Linked DNA regions of Ovis canadensis: region 2 is linked to region 1. The links are chromatin contacts, called in public Hi-C maps. All regions are on one chromosome and are shown on one strand. The core of a region is the stretch at or near the end of the contact, and the rest is flanking DNA. Distances in the headings are between cores, read along the strand shown.

Region 1 (5,659 bases), core at 2,222-4,721:
CAGAGGCATTTTGAACCATATGAATAATAAATGCATTATAAACATTCCTGTTTGAAGAAAGAGGCATCAGAGATAATTATGCAATGCACTTAGCTACTCAAGTTTAGTTATTCTTATTAATATTATTAATACTATTTATTGTTTCTCATTTCTTTTCTTCATGACCTGAGTGTGGTCACACTGGCTTTAGGAATTGCGTCCACAGTGTTAACTGAGAAGCCACCACCAAAATTTTTTTAAAACTCCAAACATTACTAAGAATAAGGCTTGGATTTAGGGCCTAAAAATAATTCAGTTGGAATGTGAAGTTGAGACACCATTATACAACAAGGCTTCTGGCATGTTTGTATATCTGTATATATGATGTCAGCATACATATAATTATTACAATGCTTTGGGGGTTTATTTACAACATGACCTTTTAAAAATTCTTGGACACAAAAAAGAAGTGGATCTTCATTAACCAGATTGTTCTTCTGTTTCTCTCACTTGTTTTGCCAGTGAGATTTTAAAGATGTTTCTTCCTGCACTTCCTTCCTTCCTTCCTTGTACTCTGTGCGAATCTACAATCACTGCAACTTGAATGGATGAAACTCCACAAATCGCCAAAAGCAGAACTCCTTTAGGCTGTTTCTTTCCAAATCCGATATTCAACCGTGAATGCATTCTAGTGATTGTCCCCGCCTTTAACAGTAAGTAAACGAACCCCAGGTTCCAAGGGGGAAAAAAAAACGGATGCCAACATTTGGCAAAGTTTATAGCTATGTTTCAACTTATCCTCCACGGCACTTTGGGAAAACCCTATGGCCCTCGTCGCCGACCCACGTAAACACACACTTTCGAAGATACGGGTGTTCTAGCAAAATCCTGAGCCGCCTAGCCAGGACTCTACTTAAAGAAAGACTTGACGGCGTCCTCAAGCTTCGGACTTCTAAGTGCCAGAGCTACAAGGCGCACTGGGGCTGATAAGGAGCGTGCCAAGGCTCTCAGGTGGGAATTCCTGGCACCGCCCCTACGCCGCTGGCGTAGGCACTGGAGCTCGGTGGAATCTCCACTTCTGGGTCGGGTTTGCTTGTTGAAGCCTCTAGTAGCGCAAAACTAACTCTGCACCAAGAGCACGCTTCGCGGTCCTTAAGCGGGAGCGGGAGCTCAGCGCCCTCCACCCTCATTCCTTCCCTCATCCCCTCCACCCTCCCTTTCTCCTGGAATCAGGGCTCTCCTAAAGGACACAGCGGGGAGGCCACGAGGTGCAGCTGAAGAGACCTCTGCAGACCAAACCCCCCAGGGCTGGAGGGAACTGGAAGGAACGAGTCCAGACCACGGGACCTTCCCTGGCTGTGGGCCGGCGCCCAGCTGTCCTTGACCTCCCCAGCAGTCGGAGGCGCGCGCCGGGGAAATGAAAGTAAAAACCTGTCTTGGCACGGACCCAGGTGGAAGCTGGCGACGAGTAGGTCGCATCCGCAGACAAGAGTGACAGACAGCGAGTCCTAGACAGGGTGGCTGCGAAAAGTCAGACTCGCAGCGGACAAACTGAAAGAAAGCGATGAGAAATGGGAGACGAGCGAGAAAAACAGAATAGTTGGGACTGGGGCGGCTCCTGGAAACAGAGCAAGCGTTCAGTAATAACCTGCAGTCTGCGGTGTGGGCCGACCAGCCGCCAAACCTCATCTACTGCGGCGACTGCCCAGAGGCCAGACACGCGGCCCGAACCATCCGACCCTCTGCGTGTCCAGCCCAAGTCCGAGCCCAGGGATCTGTCCCTCATCCGGAGCTGGAACTGAGGTCCGCTCAGGTGACTCCCTCCGGGAAGAGCCCTCAGAATAAATAGCTTCGAGGCGACCATTCCTTCCCCAAGTGCAATGTCCACCGGTCATTCCTGGGAGTGAAAAGGCGGCTGAGGCAGCAGTGCTCTGCCCAGGCCAGGCAAGGTCCGTGCGCGCCCCAGCGCCAGCCGTCTGTGCACTGGGTCTCAGAACTAGAGTGGCAGGGCAGGTAGGGAGCTTAGGGATCTGCTGAGGGCAAGTTATAGATGGGGAAGCTAGAAGGTGGGGGCGTAACTTGCCCAAGTTCATATAGAGAATAGCTGTCGGGTGAGGACTGGAAGCTGGTCCACAGAGTTCTAGTGGTCCCTCACCCTCCTCCTGTCAGTCTAGACTCTCAGCTTCAGGACACGTCGTATCCAGGGTAGTGGGTGACAGAACTACAGAAGCTCCCCTGCAAGAAGAGGGGGAGTCCCGCGGGGCTAAGTTCCCTCCCCATTTTGACCTCCAGAATTTAAGAAAGTGAAGTCAAGAAGCAGTGATGGAAGAGCATAAACGGGCGACAAACGTGTTTGGGGGTGATTCATCATGAACAGGCATAAATCCTTGGGCGGGGGCTAGGACTCTCCTCTCCCCCTTGAGGAGATGATGGCCCCAGCCTAGAAAAATATCCATGCCGCGCCCCACTCCAGTCTGCCATGCATGCTTCCTGGCCGAGCTGTTTACCACCTTTGGTGTGACTTTGAGCAAATGCTTACCCCGCTGAACTTTAGTTTTCTCATTTCACCAAGTGGGAAATTGATGTTACCTTCCTTGTCTAACTCAAGGGTAGGTGTGAGGATCAAAGGAGATCAGGATGTAGCCATGGTTTGTAAAGTGTAAAGCGATTAACATACGTGAAGCATTAGTGTGCTCTTGGCAGTAAATCCTCACGTTTACAAGGGGTGAATGAAGGCTTCAAGGGCAGTCAGGCAAACTCTCAGGTTGTAACCTTATAAGGCATAATTTGATTACGGGGGGGGGGGCGGGAAACGAAACTGTATTCTTCGTCGTAATTTTGGTTATTCCTATATTTCCAAACAGGCATGCAAATTCTGAAACTTCAGGTGACTCCCCACTCTAACTCCCAATTCTCAAATTAGCCTTTCGGAGCCTTGCCCCTATTGCGAAATCTTACCAGTCCATCCCCAGAACCCAGAGTCTCGGCCGCTCGGGGTGCGGGGGGGGGGGGGGGCAGCGCTGGCGAGCCCCCCTCCTCTCAGTAGTGCTCTGCGTCCTGCCCGTGAGGCTCCGCGGGAGTCTGGGGTCGCGGCCAGGTCAGGCACCAAGCCGGCACGGGGTGCGGTCCACTCGAGGCCACAGCTCCCGAGGTCTGGGGTTCGGGTCATCCACGTGGTACCCCGCGCTGGCTCTTGCAGTTCTGTGCCAGACCTTACACTCTGGGCTGCATGGGTCCTAGGTAAGGAAGGACCCCAAGAGGTTGTACCGGGTCTGCTTCGTCGCGGCTTAAGGTCTGAACGCTGTGCCGGGGCAGTTCCTGCATCAGTCTCCTGGAGCTCATCTCTAAAACTTTCTAGGCACGAGGGACACCCGTCTCCCCAACCTACAAACCCCACACTCACGGACAAGCAATGCGCGTGCCCGATTATAGAGCGCGCGCCCAAGGGAAGGGAGGGAGGGAGTGAAGGGCGCTTAGGCCCCGCCCCCTGCTCTCTTATAAAGCCCAGGAACGCGAGCCGGCCACTCAGAGGTTTCTTGGTGACACTAGGCGAAACAGCTCGAACCTTCTCACTTTTGGCTTCTCACTGCAGCTTCGACGTCGGGGTTTTGCCACTGCCAGAGCGCCGTCTCAGACTTAATACTCCAAAGAATTTTGGCAGATCACCCCCTCAGCAGGTATGCACCGCGGGCGGGGCGGGTTGAAGTTGTGGGGGCTTGCCTAGAAGCGCTGAGTGAGGGGTACAATCTGCTTTGCAGGGTCCTCTGCTGGGTGCGTCCCACATCCCGAGCCCAGCTCGTGGACACAACTGGAACTCCAGAGACCCAGTCCCCTCTGCTCCGTCAGCCAAATTCTGAGAAGTTGAGTGGGGAACCTCTGGGAGCCTGGCGCTGCGCAGCGGCCTCCCCTGCAGGGCCTGTCACCCGCTTGGCGGGTGCAAATGCCGCTGGCGCCTCTCTGCGCCCCTGGGAGATAAGCGTCTGAGTCAGGCGGAGTGCAGGCTCACCCTGGCCGCGCTGGGGGCCCCCCCGCTCGCCTCCTTGCCCCGCCCGCCGGTGCGGCAGGCCCGGACACTCAAGCTCCGCTCTTTTTTCTCCTTCCCCAGGGTCTGCGCATCGCCGCCGGGATGAAGCTGGTTCCCGTCGCCCTCATGTACCTGGGCTCGCTCATCTTCCTAGGCGTGGACACCGCACGGCTCGACGTGGCGGCAGAGTTCCGAAAGAAGTGAGTGGCTGGCAGCGCCTTCCCCAGTCCTGGTACCTGCAAGGCAAGGGAAACTGACCAGTGGTCGCCGAGGGGTTAGAACTGAAGAGGAATGGGAATGGGCCAAGACCTCGCCAGGACGATTGCGAATGGAGTCTCTTTGTTTTTTAGATGGAATAAATGGGCGCTAAGTCGTGGAAAAAGGGAACTTCGCGAGTCCCGTAGCTACCCCACCGGGCTCGCCGACATGAAGGCCGGGCCTGTCCAGACTCTTATTCGGCCCCAGGACGTGAAGGGCGCCTCTCGCAGCCCTCAGGCCAGGTAACTATGCCAGGCGCTGTTGCGGATCCCTCCTCCTTTGCCCTAGCCCTGGGGATCATCAGGGCTGTATTGCAGTTGAGATGGAGATGGCAATTTCTAGCTCCCTCCGGTCTTAGAATGGCTGCGTTCCCGATGCCTGGGACCAAAGACCTGCTTGGTGGTGGTGGTGATGATGGTGGATGTAGTGGTGGTGGTGGGGGTCTCACATAGCCTTCCTTTCCCGTCTCCAGCAGTCCTGACGCAGCCCGCATCCGAGTCAAGCGCTACCGCCAGAGTTTGAACAACTTCCAGGGCCAGCGGGGCTTTGGTTGTCGCTTCGGGACGTGCACGGTGCAGAAGTTGGCGCATCAGATCTATCAGTTCACGGACAAGGACAAGGACGGAGTCGCCCCCAGGAACAAGATCAGCCCTCAGGGCTACGGCCGTCGACGCCGACGTTCACTGCCCGAGGCCGGCTTGGGTCGGACTCTATTACAGCCTCCAGAGCCAAAGGCGCGAGGGGCCCCGGACTCCCGGGTGCATCAAGTATTTGCCACCCTCCTTAGGATTTAGGCGCCTGGGCAGCAGCGAACAGTCGCGCACGCCTCTCGCCGGCACCTCTCGGGCGGGAGGGCTTCCGCGAGCCGAGCCCCTCACTCAGCCCATGGGCCCGGGCTGAGAACAGCCCCGAGAGACCGAGAGTCCAGGAGGCACCGTCTGGCAGCCAGCGAGCACTGGCTTTGCAGGAACGCGTCCTCCGCGGAGGAGAGACAGTGTTCTCTTCATACTAATTGGGGCCAGGTTCCCAGGGTGGGGAGGTGGGTGCAGAGGGAATCCAAAGGAGCGTCGTCTGCCAGGCTCACGGAGAGGAGAAACTGCGAAATAAATGCTGAGACCCTCAGAGGCAAGGGTCTGAGCCACTGCCGTGCCCGCCCACAAACTGATTCCTGATGGGGTGTCACCCCACCGGGGTGCAAGCCTCACTATTACTTGAACTTTCCGAAACCTAGAGAGGAAAAGTGCAATGAGTGTTGTATATACAGAGGTAATTATCAATATTTAAATTTGTTGTTGTCAAGATTTTTTTGTAACTTCAAATATAGAGATATTTTTGTACGTTATATATTGTATTAAGGGCATTTTAAAGCAATTGTATTGTTCCCCTCCCCTCTATTTT
Region 2 (5,648 bases), core at 1,280-3,779, 520 kb before region 1:
CTCCTCCCATTGGTGGCTTTCACCTAACCCTATCCTGAGGCTGGGCTTCCTTGGTGGCTTAGCGGGAAAGAATCCACCTGCCACTGCAGGAGACTCGGGTTCAATCCCTGGGTCAGGAAGATCCCCTGGAGAAGGAAATGGCAACCCACTCCAGCATTCTTGCCTGGAGAATCCCACAGACAGATGAGCCTGGTGGGCCACGGTCTGTGAGGTTGCAAAGAATCGGCTACAACTGAGCGACTAAACAACAATCCTGAGGTTAGGGACTCGTTTCCCTTTCTTTCTTCTTAAAGTTAGCACCAGCATACCTGGAATCTGGACCATCCACCCCAGTGCGGCCGGCCCTGGTCTCTCTCTTCCAGTCAACCCTGGGAAACTTCACGTGAACGGAGACGCTAGAAACCCCCCAACTTCCAGAATTCCCTTGGGGGACAGGCTCCATGTGATTTTTTTTTTAAGTAGTAATGTTTGTAACTTTTCTTATCACAAGGAAATACCCACCCAATGTGGAAAAGCAGGGATACAAAGAGACAAATGCCTGCGCTCTAACCTGCCCGGCAAAGTCCCACACCCAGAACCCCCGGGCCGGGGAAAGGCCCTAGTGCTGGCCACGAGGACCCGCATGGCCGCCAGGGGGCAGGCGTGCGCTGCGGACCGTCCCGGCCGGACCAGGCGCGCTGCTCCCTGGCTCCCGCGGGCGGGGCGAGGGCACGGGGTGGAGGTAGCACCCAGTCTCGCGGCCCAAGGGAGCAAGCCCCGCCGCAAGCTCATGTTATCTTCAACACTCCGGGAACTCAGCGCTGCTCTCCTAGTTTACCGATGAGGGAGGTGAGGCTCAGAGTTAAGCAGTTGCCCAAGGGGACACAAAACCCAGGTGCCCAGGCTTCGGGGCCACCCTAGTCATTACTGGCACATGCATGCGCGGGCAGGTGCTGGCCGCCGGGGGGCCTCTTGGGGCTAGGGTGAAAGCACCCCCACTTCTGGCTCAGCCCCTGGGGATTTCCTCCTGGGGGGGGGGCCTAAGGAGGGCCCTGTTGGCGCCTGGAGGCACCTTAGACATGCCTGCTCCCCCATTCCCCCCCTCCCTCCCTGGGGCACACAGCCCAGTGCCCTGTTGCTGTAGGCATCTCTGGAAGGGGCAGCCCTGTGCCCTCGGTGGAAACGCCTGGCTGGAATCTGCGGGCCGTCTGGCCTGGGTGAGAGTGGGTGAGGAGGGAGGAGGGGCAGCCAACAAGCAAGGGCCTGTTTCCTGCCTGGCCTGACCCCAGCTGTCCCCAGGGAGGCCCCAGCAAGCCGAGTAAGGTCATCCGGGGCGAAATTCCAGCCTGAGCCCTGAGCAGTCACTTCACTTTTCTGATAAGGCTCAAGAAAGGACCCGGAGTGTCCTTCGCACACCCCCTCGCTGTCAGCACCTCTGTTGTTGGGGAGCCTCCACTGCAGACAGCCTGCCTGGAGAAGAGACAAAGATAGACCCCGGGACAGATAAGGAGAGACAGCCAGGCAGAGAGAGGGCAAGGGATGCAGATGAGGAGATGGGGGTGGGGGCAGGGCAATGCCCCAGGCGGTGGGTCTGGAGCCCCAGAGGTCAGAAGAGGTTCCCAGTTTCTCTTGCTGAGCTCTGCCTGCGCTCGGGTGTTGGAAAAAGATGCCAACATGGTGGAAACAGAAGAGCTTTTGTGTGGTTGGAAGACAGATTAGGCTGGCAGTCCTGCCTCTCTGGGCCTGGTGGATGAGGGTGCTGGCAACGTCCATGTGGGGCGTGGCCACCGAGCCTCCTGGAGGCCAGGCCAGAGGGGTTGAGATGCGGGCCCCTGTACCTGCAGTGGAGGGGCAGCTGGGGCACCCCTTGGACAGCTAGGGCTGTACCCAGACAGCTAAGTGTCTCCTGCTTAGGGCCTCTTCTTCCTCCCTATAGAATATTTGCACCTAACACTGGTGATTTGACTTGACAAGTAAGCAAGGGCATAAAGTCACAGTTGGCCTGCGGGCATCCCAGTCACCATATGCAGCTGAGTCAGTCACAACTATTTCCCCCATCCCCTGGGGGCCAGAGCCTCTGCCCCGCCTACACACATAGACACATCCGCGCAGGTACGCGCAGGTACGCACAGACGGGGTGCTACTGAGTCATAGGTGCCTCCTCAGAGAGCACGTGCCTGCAGGCACGCGCACACAGGTGCCCGCAGACACCACGTGCATCCGATTCTGCGTCACCAGGGCGACTGGCCCCTGAGGGAGGGTGCCCAGAGTGTGTGCTGCCTTCCCTGTTTAGAGCCGGGTGCTCATATATATGCATGCCTGTGTACGTGCCCACCCTCTATCCTGTTACAACCTGCTGGGGGGGTGGTCAATAAATACTTGTGGAATGGATAAACGAGTGAGCAAATGAATGAATGAATGAACAAACAAGCGAAAACGTGAGCAACACTCACACTGCTTGGAAACTTGGTACCATCAGTTGGGGCTGCGCTGCAGGGTGGGTCCCAAGTGTGTCTGCAGGGAGTTGTCCTGCTCCAAATATAGCCTCTGTGGGCGGGCTGGGAGCCAGGGCTGCCTCCCAGACTGTGACTTCACTGGGCTTGGGGCCCAGCCTCTGAGGAGTTGGAGAAAATTAACAGAGAAGAGGCCCAAGCTTTCCACAGCCAGGGCTGAAGTGTGAGACTAGGGCTGGTGGGTGACTGCGTACTCGAAGTGTCAGCGGCTTGAGCTGTAGGGCTGAGGACTGTGCGCTGGGCCCAGAAAGGACAACTTCTGAGGCAGGCCCCTGGGAACCACCTATCCAGGATGTCTTGGGCCAGATGTGCAGAAGGCACAGCCCCACTTGAGGATGGGGAAGCACAGTGCCTAGGTCCATTGGTGGGTGCCAAGCCAAGGCCTCTTAGACGGCCCCCATATCTGGACAGGCCTGCTTGCAGGGCGGTTCCCATCTGCAGCTTGACTCTCCCTTCCCTCGCGGCTGTGCCTCTGCCCTATTTCATCATCTAGGGTATTGCAATATTATCCCAACTGGTCTTTCTGCCTTGACCACCCCCTCAAGTCCATCTTGTTCATAGCTGCCAGCTTTCTTTGTCTGAAATATAGATGTGATTCTACAACTCCTCTGCTCAAAAGCTTTCCATAGCTTCCTGCTATTTAGCAATAAAGGTGGATTGCCTTAGCCTGGTGCTCAAGACCCTCTCCTAACCTGCTCCTGCTTTGCCATGCGTGTTTTGAAAGGCTGACGTAGGACGAGGGCATTGGTTATGTGCTGAAGGGTGGATTCGCGGATGCTAGGCTGATGGATGCTTATAGGAATGGAGGGGCCTGGGGACTGTTTGATTTGTAGACAAATGATTAGAGGTTGGGATGCTCACGGGGCTAGCAGTAGGGGTGGAGATGTGGATAGGTGGGGGGTTGGAAGTCAAGACTGTACTGGTTGTAAGGGACAACCCCACCCCCTGCCACGTGTCGTCAGGAAGGGGCTGAGGGTGAATGCAAGGCCACCTGGACACACTTCGGGGGGGCCGGGCCTCGGGAAGGTGGCTCCTCCCCTGTCCTGGGCGGCTCTCAAGTCTGGCCGCGCCTGCCCTGCGGCCCCTCCCTCTGCCTTCTGCCTGGCGTGGTTTTCTGCCTCATAGCCCAGCAGTTGTCCTCAGCTGTCCTTGAGCCTTCCTTCCTTCCACAAGATGTTTGCTTTGTTTTGTTTTTTTTGATGTGAACTATTTTTAAAGTTTTTATTGACTATGGTACAATATTGCTTCTGTTTCGTGTTTTGGTTTTTGGGCCTTGAGGCATGTGGGCTCTCACCAGGGATTGAACCTGCACCCCCTGCATTGGAAGGCTAAGTCTTAACCACTGGGCTGTGAGGGAAGTCCCCATAGGTGTTTTTATCAAGTGACTGCTTATGTGCCTGTTTGTACTCAGCAAAGCTTCTATGTGCTGAAAAATAGACAGGGAACAAAAAGTTACTGCCCTCTGGAAGTGTGCTTTCTGAAGGGGGAGACAGACGCGAAGCAGTTATGTGCAAGGTGGTTAATGCTGTGGGACGACCACGAGGGCGAGGGGCTTGGGGTGCCTGCAGAGGGGCTGAGGGGGCTCAGGAAGTCTCCGGTCAGGGAGTGTTTGAGCGGAGATGTGAACAGAGTGAGGGTGAGCCTGAAGGTCGCTGGGGCAGGAGTGTTTCTAGGAAGAGGGAATGGCGAGTGAGGTGGCCCAGAGGCAGGACTTCTCTGCATGTCTGAGCAGCGTCGGTGAAGCCAGTGTGGCCGATGCAGAGTGAACGGGGGTACGGAGGTGGGAGATGGGGTCAGAGGGACAGACCCACAAGGGCTTTGCAAGCCGAGGTTAGGAAGCTTTCACTTCAAGAAGAGAAGGCTGGAGGGTGCTCGACAGAGAAGCAATGCTCTTCTGTGGTTTCAAAGGCCGCTCTGGCTTCTGTGCTGAGAACAGACTAATGGGGTCCAAGGTGGAGGCAGGGAGGCCAGTTAGGAGGCTCCTGCAGAAATCCAGGGGGAGCTCGCCCAGCGCTGCAGTGGCAAAGGTGGTGACAGCTTGCCCAGTTGAGGATGTATTTTGAAGGCAGAGTAGTCAAGATTTGCTGATGGATGGGCTGTAGGTGTGAGAGAGAAGAAAATTCTTTTAAGGACAAACCTCGACTTTTTGGCCAGGGTGACTGAAGATGGCGTTGCTGCTTCCGAAGTAGGAAGTTGTCTTTTTCGGCTGCCGTACCCTTCCCTGGACCACAGCAGCCTCCAGAGTGGCTCTCCACATCCTCTCTTACCAGCCTCCAACCTGTTTTCCCTATTACAGCCACTCCGTGAATGGGTTCTGCCTTTTTTTTTTTTTATCTTTTTGGTAGTTTAGGTGAGTTTTATTGGTTTCCTTCCCGAATTATTCTACAAAAGAGCAAAACGAAAGCTCCTGGCAAGAGGGTAAGGGGTGTGTGTGTGTGTGTGTGAGTTGCTCAGTCATGTCTCTTTGCGACCCCATGGACTGTAGCCGGCCAGGTTCCTCTGTCCATGGGATTTTCCAGGCAAGAGTACTGGAGTGGGGTGCCATTCCCTTCTCCAGGGAATCTTCCCACCCCAGGGATTGAACCCAGGTCTCCTGCATTGCAGGTGGATTCTTTACCGCTGTCCCTCTGGGGAAGAGGGTGAGGACCCCTCCCCATCGCCATGTTCCCCACCTGTGTCCCTGCCAGGTTTGCAGAGGCAGGGGACCGGCTGCTCAGGAGGAGAGTCAGAGAACCGCCCCCCAACACCACCGCGCAGAGAGGGGAGAGGCCTCTCCTGGGAGGGTGGGGCCGGCCTGGGGTCACAGCAGGGGCTGGAGGCGAGGCGGCCCTGTCCCTGGGCAGGAAGGCAGGCCCGAGTGTAGGCTGGAGGCTCGTTAGCCCCAGAGCCCTGCCAGGAGAAGAGGCTGTGAAATTTGCAGTATCAGGTTTCGGAAAACACAGGGTCAGGGTCAGCGGAGCAGCTGGTGGTGGGGAAGGCCAGGCCCAGCTAATTTCCTGTCAGAGTGGCCCAGAGGCCCCAGCCTCTCTCCGAGCTGGCCACAGGGGAGGAGATGCCGGGAATGGCTCACATTCCTCTGGCGGGGGCCCACGCCGAACCTCGGGGGGCCCGCGGGGAGTGAGGAGGTGGACGTGCTGAGGCCAGGCGGGGGCCCTC

What was found. A called contact is a pair of places that touch in the nucleus more often than the background predicts.
Region 2: a Hi-C map of fibroblasts shows a contact between it and region 1, with 6 times the contacts expected there. The contact joins the enhancer-like site here to the promoter of ADM in region 1. A contact is called at or near these places in 2 of 2 Hi-C or Micro-C datasets (fibroblasts and lung).

Annotation. Positions count from the first base shown.
Region 1 is chr15:50,253,708-50,259,366 of ARS-UI_OviCan_v2, reverse strand. It overlaps ADM (adrenomedullin), which reads left to right and starts at 3,471. Exons shown (of 5, transcript XM_069554409.1): 1 at 3,471-3,656; 2 at 3,738-3,839; 3 at 4,085-4,203; 4 at 4,354-4,503; 5 at 4,734-5,659. The coding sequence starts at 4,106. The coding sequence ends at 5,055.
Region 2 is chr15:50,777,167-50,782,814 of ARS-UI_OviCan_v2, reverse strand. No RefSeq gene overlaps it. Among named protein-coding and RNA genes, the nearest start is that of SWAP70, 89 kb to the left of the region's middle. Within about 2 kb of position 2,529, the one cell type or tissue checked has open chromatin away from gene starts, as enhancers often do. A contact at or near this core is called in fibroblasts, where this site is marked.